Linked DNA regions of Ovis aries: region 1 is linked to region 2. A link is a contact called in public Hi-C data. All regions are on one chromosome and are shown on one strand. Each heading gives the region's core, a stretch centred on a gene start, on an enhancer-like site or on the middle of the called end of the contact. The rest is flanking DNA. Distances are from core to core; before and after follow the strand shown.

Region 1 (6,839 bases), core at 3,155-5,654, 61 kb after region 2:
CCCAGCCCCTGCCCACAAACCTGCAGGGACGAGGAGCTCATTACCTTGCAGGGCAGCCTGCTCCAGGGCTGACTGGGAAGTTCATCCTCATTTGAGCTGAAGCCTGCCTCCTCCTCCTCAGGCCTGGCCTAGGGGAGGGTAGGAGTGGGGCACACAGAACATGCCTGTTCACAGTGTTCTGGGATGTTTGACCAAATTGGACTGTGTAGTACTCACACACTCGGGGCCCTTTCCCACCTGTCTGCTCTTGCTGTGAAAGTCTATTCACTCTTCAGAACGCACCACATGCACCCTCTCTGGGAAGGCTTGTGGGGTCACTCCTTGCTCTCTCCCTCTCTTGACCTCTCTGGAGCACCAGGTAAATCCAGATGGAGCTCCCTGAGCAGGACCCGGCGGCATGGTCAGAACCAGACGCAGAGTCATTGTGGAACCAGTACTGCGCTGGAGGGGCAGCAAGAGGGGTGGGCTCTGCCTGGGATTCCGGGGGCCCGGGTCCTGTCTGGACTTGCTCTGGGGCCTTGGGCGAGCCCTGGCCTTTTCTGGGCCTCTGCTTCCTGTGCAAAGGCTGGAGGGCAGGCTCTTCAGGCCACCTGCCTGCCTTGGAAGGCCTTGCTTTCTGAATGTCCTGCTGAGTGATATTCATGGCCCAGTTTCCTCAGCTGTTCCATCCAGGGCCTCTTCCCAGCCTGGACCACGTACCCGGCTGTGGGTGCAGATGGGGTGTCAAGGCGCCCATTTGGCAAAGGCCCAGCAGCTGCCCAAGGAACTGGGATATGTCCAGGGATGGCACCCAGGGAGGAGTAAGCACCCTTGGGCCATGCAGGATCTCAACCCTCTTCTCCATTAAAAAAAAATACATCTTTCTTTTCTTTCGGTATTTTTGACTGCACTGGACCTTTGTTGCTGCGTTCTGGCTTTCTCTAGTTGCGGAGAGCAGGGGCTACTCTTCATTGCGGTGCATAGGCTTCTCACTGAGGCGGCTTCTCTTGTTGCAGAGCGCGGGCTCTACCCACATGGATTTCAGGAGCTGCAGCTTGTGGGTTCTAGAGTGTGGGCTCAGTAGTTGTGGCACATGGGCTTAGTGGCTCCGCAGCATGTGGGATCTTCCTGGACCAGGACTGAACCCATATCCCCTGCATTGGCAGGCAGATTTTTAACCACTGGACCACCAGGGACGTTCCTTTCCTTCTTTAGAGATGAGCCTGGCCCTGAGGCTGAGGCCATAGCCCAGCCTGGTCTCTTCCCGAGGATGTGGCTCTTATTTTGCACAAGCTTTAGCTCTCTCCTCTCAGTCTTGAGCCCCCGTGTCCCGACTTTAGGGGCTAGCCACCCCTAGTCTTTGTGAGGAGGATGGGAGGATCTTTAGTCAACTAATGTTTATTGAACACCATCTATGTGCCAGACACAGCTTTGGGAACTGGAAATGCAGTGCTGAACAAGACGGTCCCTGCTCCCAAGGCACTCAGTGCTGGAGACAGAAAACAAATAGATAAGCACTGCAACAGATACGTTTGGGGTGCTGATGAAAGGTCAGAGTGAAGGTGAAAGTGAAGTCGCTCAGTTGCGTCTGACTCTTTGCCCACCAGGCTCACCACGACTCTGTAGCCCACCAGGCTCCTCCGTCCATGGGATTCTCCAGGCAAGAATACTGGAGTGGGTTGCCATTTCCTTCTCCAGGGGAGCTTCCTGACCCAGGGATTGAACCCAGGTCTCCCGCATTGCAGGCAGACGCTTTAACCTCTGAGCCACCAGGGAAGCCCCAATGAAAGGTCAACAAGGACTCAAATAGGGAGTGGGGTCAGGGTGCAATGGAGGAGAGAGATGGAAGGATCAGACCATGAGTGAGGACAGGGAGGACCAGACATGTCAGATCAACATCCAGGTGGACAGCCGATGAGGAAAGAGGCTGGTGCAGGCCTGGAGGCTCCAGTGAAGGCTCTGGGGGAGAAGGGGTGGGAGCGGGGTGGGATCTATTAAATAGCTGATGACTCCAGGCCCTAATCCTGTGCCAGGCCTAGGCGGGTAGTCTGTGTTGGGGGAGGGGAGCACCCCCGCTGGGGTGTAATTTCACGCTGAAGGGCCTGATGGGGCGTCCCAGGGACTGATCCTTTCTGGATCAGAAAACTCACTTCCCTTTGTCGCACGCAGGGCGATTAATGCCTTAACCCTTTGTGGGCTGGCCCAGGGCCAGTCCCGCCCCACGGCACCTCCAGCCCCAGGGAACCCTACCTAGCCCAGAGCCCTTGCCTCCCTCCCTGCCAGCGCTGGGACCTGGTCCTGTCTGCGGGGAGGGAGACGCTGGGACTGAAGAAAGCCAAGGGACAGATTCCCAAGCAGCTTGTCCACGTCCCTGTTCCTTCCAGGGCAGCTCACCAGGCCCAGCGCCCCCAGAGAAGTGAACTCTCCACCTCTATCTGCAGGCTCTCTTATAGCTCAGTTCAAGTCCAGCCTCCCTCAGGAACCAGGGTCCAGTGCACCCATCGGCACAACCTTTGCACGCGTCACAAACGGGTGCTCACTGTCTCCAAGGGGGCCTCCCCACTGGCAATAGGCAATACAGCCGAAACCGCCTAGTACCACAGATCTCTGAGTGAGGAATGAAGACCCCCAGCCCCACTCTCCCCACCCCCTGACCCTGAGATTCCCTGACCCTCACAGGCCGTGACTCCAGTAGCACCTCAGACATAGCCCTGGCCAGGTCGCCACTGTCAGCCCCTGCCTTTCTGCCCTCTCTAGGCCCTCTTTTAACCTCATCTGGGTTCAAAGACCCACCAAGGAAGTTGTTGCACCTTCTTAGGCCCCTCCCCTCGCTCCTCCCAGCCCCGCCTCCCATCTCGGGGCAGCCTTGCAGGTGGCCCCGCCCAAGCTCCCCTGGAGTGGGCGAGAGGGGCAGGGGCCCGGGCTAGGCCTCCGCTAAGCTCCTGGGGTCTCTAAAACCCCAGCCCCATTAAAAGAAAGACCCTAAATGTTATTTACACTTCGGAGTCTTAAAAACCATTAACAAAAGCCACTTAATTCAATTATCTTCCTGGCTGGCTCGGTTCTCAGCGCTGAGCCCCGGCCTCCCCTGGCCGCCCCCTCCCTCGCCCTCCCCCTCACTGTCATTGTGTCGGGCTAATGAGGTAAACTGAAGCGAGCCCTGTCCCCCCTGACAGGTTTATGAGAATTTAATAAAGCGTGGCCGGGACCAAATGAGTTGCCTCAGCCTCGGAGAGCTCATTGTCTTCGGCGTCAGCGTTTTTTGACTCGAGCCGCCCCCTCCCCCGCCCCCTCCTGCCTGGCTCGGCCCTCAGCGCCCCCCACCCCTCCCCGCCCCAGTGCCTCCCCAGGTGAGCCGGGGGAGGGCCTGGCTGATGCCAGCGCGGCCTGCAGGGGCAAGGCCCTGGGGCCCAGCCCTGACCTGGGCAGTGTGCCCAGGGGAGGACCTACCTCCCCTCACACACACCGGGCCCCCAGAGTGCGCAGGGATCGCTGGGACTCCTACTTCCTACCTCCCTGCTGTGTCTGACTGACACTGCCCACCTGGGGCTGAGGCCTGGCGAGTGCACAATTCACTTTTTCTTGCTTGTCTGCAGGGATGGACCAGAGTAAGGGGGCTTCTCTTCCTGCCAGTGCACATGGTAGGGACACAGGACCCTCAGTTATGACCTGGTCACCTTCTCCCCTTTGTCCCTGAAAGGTAACAAGGGGGTGGAGCACAGCCCAGTGAGTGGAAGGGATTTGCCCAGTTTTCTGCAGGAATCAGAAGTAAAGATGCAAGAGGCACCCAGGCTGGAGGGCCCCAGACACACAGGCAGGCAGGCAGGCCCCACCTGGAGCTCAAGGGGTACCTGGAGAAGGCCCAGCTGTCCTTACCCCCTCATGTCCCAGACAGCCTTGAGCCAGGCTTTCTCTGTCTAGCCTTTCAGGGATGCAATGTCTAGGAGTTTCTGGACCACTCAGAGACCCAGAATTTCTTCTCTCCCCCTCAAAAGTGTTTCCAGAAGGTACTGCCTTCTGGGGCTAAAGCCTGGCCTGAAAGCCTCATCTGGAAAGTCCTGAAGTCCAGGGTATTTGGGAACAAGTCCTAGAGATCAGGGCTCAGTCTTCGACCATGACAATAGCTGAGTCTCAGTTCAGGGTCAGCATTCAGTTTGGGACCAGATTCAGGACTCTGTGACTAGCATCAGGTTCAGCCTGATACTAGAATCAGGGCATGGTGCGTGGATCAAGGTCAGGGCTCAGCCTGTGACCGAATAAGAGCTTACTGTTTGTCCACAATTAAGGCTTAGCCTGTACCAGGTCGGGGTGCAATCTTTGATACAGGTCAGCATTGATCAGGATCAGTGTTCACTGTGTGGAGCAGTCAGGATCAAGGCTCACAGTGTGATCAGGGTCAAGTTCAGGTCAGGACCTCTTATGGACCTGGGCAGGGGCTCAGTCGAAGGTCAGAGTGAGGACTCGGTCTAGGACCAGACCCAGGACTTAGCTGTGTCCTTGATAAAGCATAAATCTGTGTCCAGTATCTGGCCTCCCTCTGTGATAAGGTCAGAATCCAGAGTTGGAGATGTCACTTAGCAAATCTGGGTGACTTAACACCCACTTCTTCATGCACACCGAACTCCCTGCTCTCCATCTCCTCAGGCCTGGCCCCTCAGAAAAGGAAATGGGGGAAGTTGTGCAGTCTGGCGGGACTGTCACCTCTATCCCCTGTCGTGTGCCCAGGGTGCCCTCTGGTGGCACTCCCTAGCAGTGCTGTTTTCCTCAGTCAGCCCGCCTATCTGGCCACCACTTACTTAAGGGAGCCTGGCCCTCAGGTGCATCCATCAGTGTCTATCCAGGCAGCTCTATATTCCAGCCTCACTCCACCTCCTCACAATGCAGAAAATAGGAACTGTCCAGGGGAATCCCCACACACATAAGCACTTTTCTCCCTTCCTGTTCAGAATTGGGTATCTTGATAATTCGCTATTGCAGGAGGCCCAGAATCTTAGCTGTGTGATAACATTCACAGCTTTTTACTCATTCAGTTGTTTGACAGATATTTATCAGGCATCTGCCTCGTGCCAGGCGGGCACTGAGTGCATAGCTGTCAACAAGCCAGCAGTCCCAACCTCTTGGAGCTCCCCTTCTACCCCCTTCTCCCTAATTCCCAACTCCTAGGGCACAGACCTCACTGGAAAGGCACTGGCAGAAGGTGAGATTCAGAACTGGGCAACTTCAAGTCCCTGCTCTGCCCTAGAGTCAGAGGCTGGACTACTCGAGGTTCTGGTCCCGTCTTCACCTCCCTTCGCCCACATCATCAGGATGCATGGCTTCACCACCACCCACAGGTTAATTTCTTCATCTGCATCACCGGGGCTCTCCATCTGGAACTCGGGGGTGTGGCTCCAGCTCCTATGGGACAGCTCCACTGGGTAAGCTGACCTTCCATGTGGCCATAGCCCTTGCTTTGTCGTCCACCATAGGCCCAGCTGTGCAAACCACAATTCTAGCACTTCCTCCCAGATTCCTCTCTCTTACTCCCGTAAATACTGACAGGGAGACCTCAAAAATGGGTGGAGGATCTGCGCAGCTCACAGCCACCACCAGCATTTTCCACTGCAGTGAGCTTCTAACCCGGCCCCTCTTCTCCCTCAGGTCCCTCAACACTCTGTTTTCCACACAGCAGGCAGAGCGAGTGGTGAAGTCATAAATCACATCATGTCATGTCCCTGTTTAAAACCCACCTGTGGTTCCATCTCACAGAGATTAAAACCCCAGCTCCTCGCCTTGGCTGCCTAGCTTTATAGGAGCAGAGCAACAACCCCCTCCCCACCTTCTCCAGCTTCATCTCCCACCCTTGTCTCCACATCCCTTCTTTCTTGGTCTGACACATGGGGGCCAAGTTTATTCTCACCTTAGGGTTGCACCGGCCATTTCCTGAGCTTGAAATGTTCTTGCTCTAGACTTCCGTGTGGCTTTCAGAGCTCAACTTAAATGTTACCTCTCAGAGGAGTCCTCTCCAGCCATCCAAGTCCCTCTGTCGCTTCTTCCTATTGTGATTTGCTGCACAGCACTATCCACTAGCTAATGTTTTTAGTCTTGTGTGCTTATGTATTTATTCTTTAATTTCCCCCTAAGTAGAACGTGAACTCCCCCAGAGCTTGCTCACCAAGCTATGGGTCCATAGTGTGTACGTGCTAAGTCACTTCAGTCATGTCCAACTCTATGACCCTGGCTCCTCTGTCTGTGGGATTCTCCAGGCAAGAATGCTGGAGTGGGTTGCCATACACTTCTCCAGGGGATCTTCCTGACCCAGGGGAGATGTAAGATGTCTCTTACATCTCCTGCATTGGCAGGCAGATTCTTTAACACTAGCGCCACCTGGGAAGCCCATGGGTCCATAGTAAGACTCAGGAGTTATTTGCTGAATTAATTAGTAAAAAAAAAAAAAAAAAAAGGTCCTAAGTGGCTGCCTTCATTTCTTCTAGTGGGAGGGAAGGGAGAGGATCTGAGTTTTCGGCCCTTAGTGGGCTCCTCTGGCTTGGCCAGCAGTGGTTCTCTCTGTGGGCAGGAGAGGGGCTGTGCATTCATCCTAGGACCCCTGGGAAGCGTCCCTTTGGGAGATGCCGGTCCCTGCTCAGATTCCTCAGTGCCTGCGAAGCAGCACTAGGGCCTATCTTTACTAGTAATGGTATCAAACACATATGGTACTGATTACGTACAAAACCTTAACCTACTACAATGCTAAAATATATTATTCCCACAATAAGGTCAGGGAGCTTGCTGTCTCTGTACTGTCAGAATCGCCTTTTCTCCTTCCGCAGAAACACGTGCCCTACTGCCCTTCGCCTGGCGCCCTTCTCTGCCTTCAGGGC
Region 2 (7,366 bases), core at 2,665-5,164:
TGGGCTGGACGGCTCCTGGGCTGGACTCAGTGTGGGGAATTTGGGAGGGAGGGCTGTGGTGTGGGCCTGGAGGTACAGTATACTCTGGTGGGTGCGAAGGGTCCACTTCAGCTCAGCCCAGGGAATAGTTCTAAAAAGGGGCCCATCCCTTTGTGAGCCAAACAACCCGCTCCTGAGTGTGGGCAGAGGCCCTGGTGGCACCTCCATTGCCTTCCTCCAGTGGCCAGCCTTCTCACTGCACTGCGTTTGGAGAGCAGACCTGCAGTCTGTGGGCTTTGGGCTGGGCTCACTGGCCTTGCTCTCCCTTCTGGTGTCCTCTCTGCTGCTTGCCTGAACCCTGACCCACTATTGCTCGGCCCCAGAACTGGCCTATCCCTTCCACTTCCCCTCCCCCGCAAAAGTCCGAGGACTCTTCCGCTTCCCCCTTAGGGTGGGCTAAAAACTCTGTGCCCCTGCTCATCATCCATAAGGCCCTTCCTCCTCTGTGTCTCTTCCCACCCTGGCGTCCCACGGGGAGTCATTTATCCGGATCGACTGGCTCTCCTCACTGCAAACATTCGCAGGAGCATTAACAAGCCTAAAACCCAATTAGCCTTCAATTACTCAGGCCTCAGCCAGATTGTCTGTGATGGGGACAGGGGTGAGGAATGTGTTTGGGCACTCTGGGGCACTGCCTGGTGGTAGCCCCCCTCCCTTCCCACCCCACAAGCCCTGCTCCTCCTACCCTTCTGTCTGCTCTCTGCCTCGAGCTCTCTCCTGCTCTTGCCTCCATCCTTCCCAGTCTTCCCTCCCGCCCTCCCCTCACTCCACATCCCTCTTTAAAAAAGTAGTCTTCTTAAATATCACTAGTACATAACTAATACATAGTTTGAATTAAAAAACCTCATTGTAAAAACATAATGCAAAAGAATACAAGGTGAAAAGCTAAGTCCCCACCCTGCCTCCTGCCCCATAAATCCCACAGTCAATAGCCAGGGGTTCTCTTTCCTTTCAGATATTTGATTCTATACATTTACAAATATACACCACATGTAGTTTTAAGTGTTTTTTTTTTTTAACATTTAAGATTGTAACCCTACTATTCATATTGTTTAATGACCTACTCTATTCACTGAACAATTCATCAGCTACATCTCTCCATTTCGGCAGACAAGAATTCTTCCTTCTTCCTGGGTGCATAGTAATCCATGGTGTGGCTGCTCCATAAAGTACTTGGTCAGTCCTTTCTTGATGGACGTTGAGTTGTTTCTGAGGTCTGGGATGACAAACATTGTAGCAGCTCCCTCTGTCCTTCCACGGCTGTGCTCAGAGGCCAGCACTGCTGTGGGGTTCAGTTCAGTTCAGTTCAGTTCAGTCGCTCAGTTGTGTCTGACTCTTTGCGACCCCTGGTGCAGCACACCAGGCCTCCCTGTCCATCACCAACTCCTGGAGTTCACTCAGACTCACGTCCATAGAGTCAGTGATGCCATCCAGGGGTAGACGCCCACATATGGAACTGTTTGGCCCCAGGTGATGCATATTTAAAACTCTGATAATAACTGCCAAAATGCTCTCCACCTCCAGAACCTCCAAGATTGTGCCAATTTGTACTCAATTCTCCATTTCCTCTGCTCTCATCAACACTGGGTATTATCTTTAAAAAATTATCTTTCAATCAAATAGGCAAAATGACATCTTGTGATTTAATTTGTACTTCTCTTCCCATCTACTATTTCCCTCACCTCTCCCTTACTTTCATGTCTCCCTCTTTCCTCTTCCTCAATCCCATCCCTCCTGCCTTTCCTCTCTTTCTCTCTCTGTCCCCCACTCCCATCAGCTCCTCTTTTTCCTTCACCTACTTCCCTTCCTCTCCTTTCCTCTCTCTTCCCCATGATCTTCTCATCCCTTCGCCTTCTCCCTCTCCTTCTCCCTCCTCCCCTGGGTACCACAGTCCTGGGGGGAGGGGTATCCAGAGAAGCTATTAACTCTGCCCCCCTAATACTCTGAGTCCCACTCGCCTCTTAACACCTCCCTGAGCCTGGGCCTCTAAGCCCCATCTCACTCTCGTCTCCCTCTAATCACTAAGGCTTATTTCTGATTTTCTGAAGTGACAAGGAGCTGGGTTTGGGGGAGGGAGGGCTGTCAGCCAGCATCCTCCAGGATTGAGGGAGGGAAGATGCGGGGAGGGAAGCCTGGCTCATGGGATGTCGCCGTGGAGACTCCAGCTAGGCTCTCCTCACTCCAGAGGCCCAGATTCTCCAGCCCCTTCTGCCTCGGCTCACACGGTGCATATACTTCCACCCTCAGGGTGTTCTTTTAGGCTATTTTCTCCAGTTTCTCTTGTGAAAAGGAAAGTGACTCCCCCTTTGCTCCAAGTGAGCTCTGTGGACAGTGTAAGTCCTCCGCGGTGCCCCCCTTCCGCCTCCCATGCTGCCATCCGCTGCAACCATCTCTCTCTGCCCCGCCCCCTGATCCTGAAGGTGGGAAATGCCTTCACAGAGAACACCCCTCATCTCCATCTCCTGCTTCCTTGGAAATCCGGGTCTCCCCTCTCCTGCCCCAAATCCACCCTTCCAAAAGCTCAATGAATTGGCATAAATTTAATTAAGGACAGCAAGCAAATCTCTTGTCATTATAAAGACATTTAAGGTTTAAAATACGTGCTGAGGGTAGAGGTCTCAAGAGAGGTGGGACGAGGGAGCCAGAACTGATTTGGGGGAGTTACACTTGAGCCCTCATTCTAGCCCAACTGTGTGACCCTGATGTCTCTGAGCCTTTCCTTATCAGTCTCCTAGAATATCTAAGCCCAGCAGGAGTACTTTGCTCCTGCCTGGGAGTGTTCTCCCTGCACTAATTTAATTACGTGGCCTAACTGGGCCCAGGCTGGGGAGGTGGTTAATGGCAGCTGCAGAGACAGTGGGTAATCAAGAATTAATTAAGCGTTTCTGGGGATTCCCTTGTCTGGGCCAGGGATTCCTGGGAGCTTGGCTAAGGCTGGGCAGGGTGCGGGAAACCCCTCCAGCTTGCCTCATGCCTTTGCCCCTGCCTCTTCAGGAGTCGGGGAAGCAGCAGACCCCAGCTCCAAAGAGTCTCTGGGTGCAGGACTGCCCACCTAGGCAGTCTCTGCTCAGTGAGACAGAGAACCACTCAGGGGCCAGCTCAAATCAGCAAGTCCAGGAGCCAGCAGCGGGGTGGGCTGGGTGGAACTGGACAGCTGCCTGAGCAAGAGAGTCTAGACATTCCTATTAAGGGCTCAGCCTGTGTTGAGGTTGGGGCTTAGTTTAGGCTGGGCAGGTGGAAAAGGAAAGGGGAGACTTCAGTCTCTGGGCGCTGGAGTCAGGTAGCCTGGGTTGCAGGCGTAGCTTTACTACTTGGTAAAAGCTGGTGCTCTGCCCCATGGCCTGTCCCCCAGCTCTTCACAGAGGAGCTTCCTCCCTAGCATTCAGGTTCCAGAGCACACATCAACAGCTCAAGAAGCCTTCCTTGACCGCTCAGGCTAATTTGCCTGCCCAGGCCCCAGTTACTATCACACCACTTTGCCTTATTTTCTGTGCATGTTATTTCCTGACTTATTTCTTATGTGCCCACCCGCCTTCTTCACTGGAATAGGGCTCATGTGCCTGAGAGCCGCGTCGGTGAGGCTCACAGCTGGGTCCCAGCACCCAGCACAGCGCGGTCCCTAGAAGGTGTTCCCAGACGGAAGCGATCTCTCTAAACCTGTCTCATTGGGGGTGGGGTGGGGGTGGGGGTGGCTCTTCACACTCTGCAGGCTTTCAGGTCATGAGCGGGAGTTTAAAGCCCGGACTCGGGGAGCGCTGAGCACCGAGCCGGCCCAGAGCTCGCTGCCGGCCGCCGAGGGCGGTCACGACGTGATCAACCTCGTCGGCGTCGCCGCCGCCACCCTCGTCCTCACGGGCGGATTTCCTGCCCCGCCTCTCGGCTCCGGGCCCGGCCGGCCGCAGGGAGGACGGCGCCCGCCGGGGCAGGGGCCTCGCCGGGCCAGGCCGGCCGACCCGCCGCGGGCCCCGCTCCTTCCCAGGCGCCCCCGCGCCGCCGGCGCTTTGAAGTCCCCAATCCGGCAAATAGAGTCAATCAATTATGAAGGGAACAATCTGGCGGCCCCTCGGGGAGCGGCGGCCGAGCGATCCCGGGGGATTAGGCCGCAAATCGCGCTGAGCCTCCCTAAGTGACAGCGAGAGAATCGCGCGCGGCGGCGGTGGCGGCGGGAGCGGGAGGGAGCGCGGCCGCTAACCCGATTATGCAGATCCGCGGGGGGCGCGGATTAGGCCGCGGGGGCGGCTTCGCCCTAAGCGGCTCGGGGATTTGGGAAAAGTTTACTCGGGAGGAGGGGGAGGGGGCGGGGGCGAGAGCGGGGGCGGGGCCTCCCTCCCGGGGGCGGGCGGGCTGCCCACGGCTCCCAGCTGGGTGACAGAGGCCGCCGGCCGCAGAGGAGCCCGAGGTGGGGCCGCGCCCGAGACGCCGCACCTTTCCAGGCACACGCTCACACACAATCACACATTTACAATCACACACATACAAAGAGTTACACACGATAATCCTACGTACAAGTCCACACACACACACACACACACACACACAGAGTGTGTGTTTCCCAAACTGCAAAACACGTGAGAACACACAGAGGCGTGTACACAGGCACATCCAGGCTCGTCATCACGTGTAAGCCAAGCCTATGATCGTTCACACACTGAAGCAACACTGGCTCAGTCACACGAGGGTTCACATGCACACTTGCAGACACAGGCAGCCCCTTTACTGTTTATAGACACACCATCCTGCTTTCAGACTTGGTGCCTCGCAGCCGCTCCAGCAGAAACCCCCCAGGCATAGGTGGAGATGCGGCTGCGCACCGGGCTCTGCAGACGAGTGGTCCGGGTGCACAGCTCCTGCCTGCACTCTCTCGCAGACCTCCCTGCCTTCCTCCCTGGAAGGACCCCAGGGACAAGTGTGTGCCAGTGTCTGTGAGCCTGTGTGTGTTGTTGAGTATGAGCCTGCCAGCGTGACCCATCTCTCTAAATATCTCTCCTCTTGGGCTTCTGCGACAGGGTGGAAGGGACTGAGGCATGAAGCTGGGCTGGGAAATAAGCTGAGACCTCTTGGTGACTCTGGCTGGGGGTCCTCTCTTCGGGGCTGGGAGTCAGAGACTTTCCTCACCAGGTCTCTGGGCCTGCTGCTTCCCTTAGGTGTGGTCAGGGAGGAGGCTGAGGAAAGAGGGCTAGGCTTCCTGCTAACCCTCTAGGAAAAGGGCACAGAGTCTAGCTCCAAGACAAGCAAGCTGTCAGGAATGTCTTGGCCACTTTTCATCTGTAAAATGCTCACGGTGTATGACTGGAGTGTGTCCAGGGAACGCACATGCTTTCATACTCAGTGTATGCCCATGGTAACATGTATGCTTTTGTGGTTGCTGATGTGTGTATCCCTAGCCTCACACCCCTCCCACAAACATCACAGCCATACACAACTGAGGGCCCACAGTGACACAGACAGGGACTCATCCTGGACACACAAAATGACCACGGAAATCACACACATGCACACCACGCCTCTGAGAGAGGCGTGGCAGTGAATACTGCCAAGGTGGCAGAGGGCAGTTGCTGTGGCACGGAGGATATCTTGCCCTATGCCCTAGGCAGTGATAGTGTGACCCTGTGGCTGACTCGATCAATGGGGAAGCGGGGTCAGGGTTAATGAGTCTTTAGCAAACATTTAGCTGCTGCCTCCAGCCCCTGTGCTGTGTGCCCATGTGTGCATGTGTCCATCACACACACCATTGTTGTCACTGACAAGAGGATATGTGTGAGTCTGTGTGTGTGAGACAGACAGACAGAGAGAATTACTTTCAAAATCTGGGATCCACCTTAGGTGGTCTGGGCTGACCCCTGGATCCTGGGCAACGGAGGAAGGGGGGTTCTGTGGTGGGATGAAGATATGCTCTGGTATCTCAGGCTGCTGTGCACGTAGAGGAGAGTCCCCTCCTTGTATAACCACAGCCACATGCTGATGCTGTCTAGGCTTGGCTCTCTCGTTGACCTTCCCAGCTCCAGCCCTCTGGTCTGGAAGCCCCTGGAGGTGAAGCTGGAGGAATCAGACCATCAAGAAGAAATTCTCATGGGTATTCCCAACCTACCGGATAGGACCCTCCAGTTGGCTAGGCCCCTCACACCCATAGAGGTGTGAGGGTCCTGAGTTCATGCTCAGGGAGGATTCCTCTGGCTGCCAGTGGAGCTGATCTGATTAGCCAGCTGCAGGGAGGGCTGAGTCACAGTTAATCAGCAGCCAGGCTATGGGGAAGGAAATGGCAACCCACTCCAGTATTCTTGCCTGGAGAATCTCATGGACAGAGGAGCCTGGTGGGCTACAGTTCACGGGGTCTCAAAGAGTCAGATACGACTGAGCACACAGCACAGGCTACGGGGAGAGGCCACCTCAAGGGTACACCCTGGGGAGGGGAGGAGGCCTGCAGGATTAAAGGGAATGAAGATGGGAAAAGCACCCACCTTGACACATCCAGGGGTCCTCCAGATTTGGGCTCAGTGGCATATCAGTGGTCCTTGGCTGGGTCAGGCCCTCCTTCTCCCTGCCCTGATCCAAATCCTGTTGACCACTTAACAGATACATATCCTTGGGGGAGGCACTTCACCTCTGTATGCCTAAGGCCCCATCTTTAAAATGGGGATAGAATGACCCTTCCGTGTAGAATCTATATAAAGGAGATGTAAAGCATGCGGCAGAGTGGCTAGCAGAGTGTAGGTGCTCAAGCTGTGGGAACTTCTACTATTGTTATTATTATAATTAGTTTAGAAGAGGCAGACTGCAGAAAAAATCTAGCAGCCAATGAAATCTCACATCCCTCCTCCAAAGGAGGGAGGCTGGGGAGAAGGGGCACCCCTTGGGACCCACTACAGTTTCCCTCCCCCATTCAGGTTTATTACCTAGGAGAGCACAGAAAGGATGGGGAGCCAGTCTGGGCAGTCTGCCCTTAGGGGAGGGGAGCCCAAACCCCCTCCCTCCAGCCCCCAAGTACATGTATATGAGGAGCGAGTGGGGAGAGGGAGACCTATCTGAAGTGGCTCAGCGGCTCAGTTGTTTCAGGCCAGAAGCCATTACCTTCCTGGAGAGAGAAGCCCATGGCCCATCTGAGGCTAGGGGCAGGGGCGAGTGGGATAAAGATTGGAGTGAGACCCCACATCTGCCTGGGGCCTCCTAGATATCTTTTCTCTGATCAGGTGAAGAGACGAAGTCCAACTCAGTCTTCTCCAGTTTGGGCATGTTCCACGCTGGCCCTGGGGGTGAATGTGGGGATGGACCAGCAAAGAGGAAGGGGGTCCCTGATCACAGTGCCTTGATAATTGATTGCACCTACTGT

What was found. Hi-C and Micro-C count contacts between places; a contact is called where the count stands out from the background.
Region 1: a Hi-C map of liver shows a contact between it and region 2, with 3 times the contacts expected there. The contact joins two enhancer-like sites. A contact is called at or near these places in 3 of 16 Hi-C or Micro-C datasets (blood and liver).

What each region holds. Positions count from the first base shown.
Region 1 is chr1:21,075,212-21,082,050 of ARS-UI_Ramb_v3.0, forward strand. No RefSeq gene overlaps it. Among named protein-coding and RNA genes, the nearest start is that of TMEM275, 13 kb to the right of the region's middle. Within about 2 kb of position 4,405, at least 3 of the 54 cell types and tissues checked have an H3K27ac peak or open chromatin away from gene starts, as enhancers often do. A contact at or near this core is called in liver, where this site is marked.
Region 2 is chr1:21,015,142-21,022,507 of ARS-UI_Ramb_v3.0, forward strand. The region is part of intron 13 of LOC101103602 (vitamin D3 hydroxylase-associated protein-like); the gene reads left to right. Among named protein-coding and RNA genes, the nearest start is that of DMBX1, 42 kb to the right of the region's middle. Within about 2 kb of position 3,915, at least 13 of the 54 cell types and tissues checked have an H3K27ac peak or open chromatin away from gene starts, as enhancers often do. A contact at or near this core is called in liver, where this site is marked.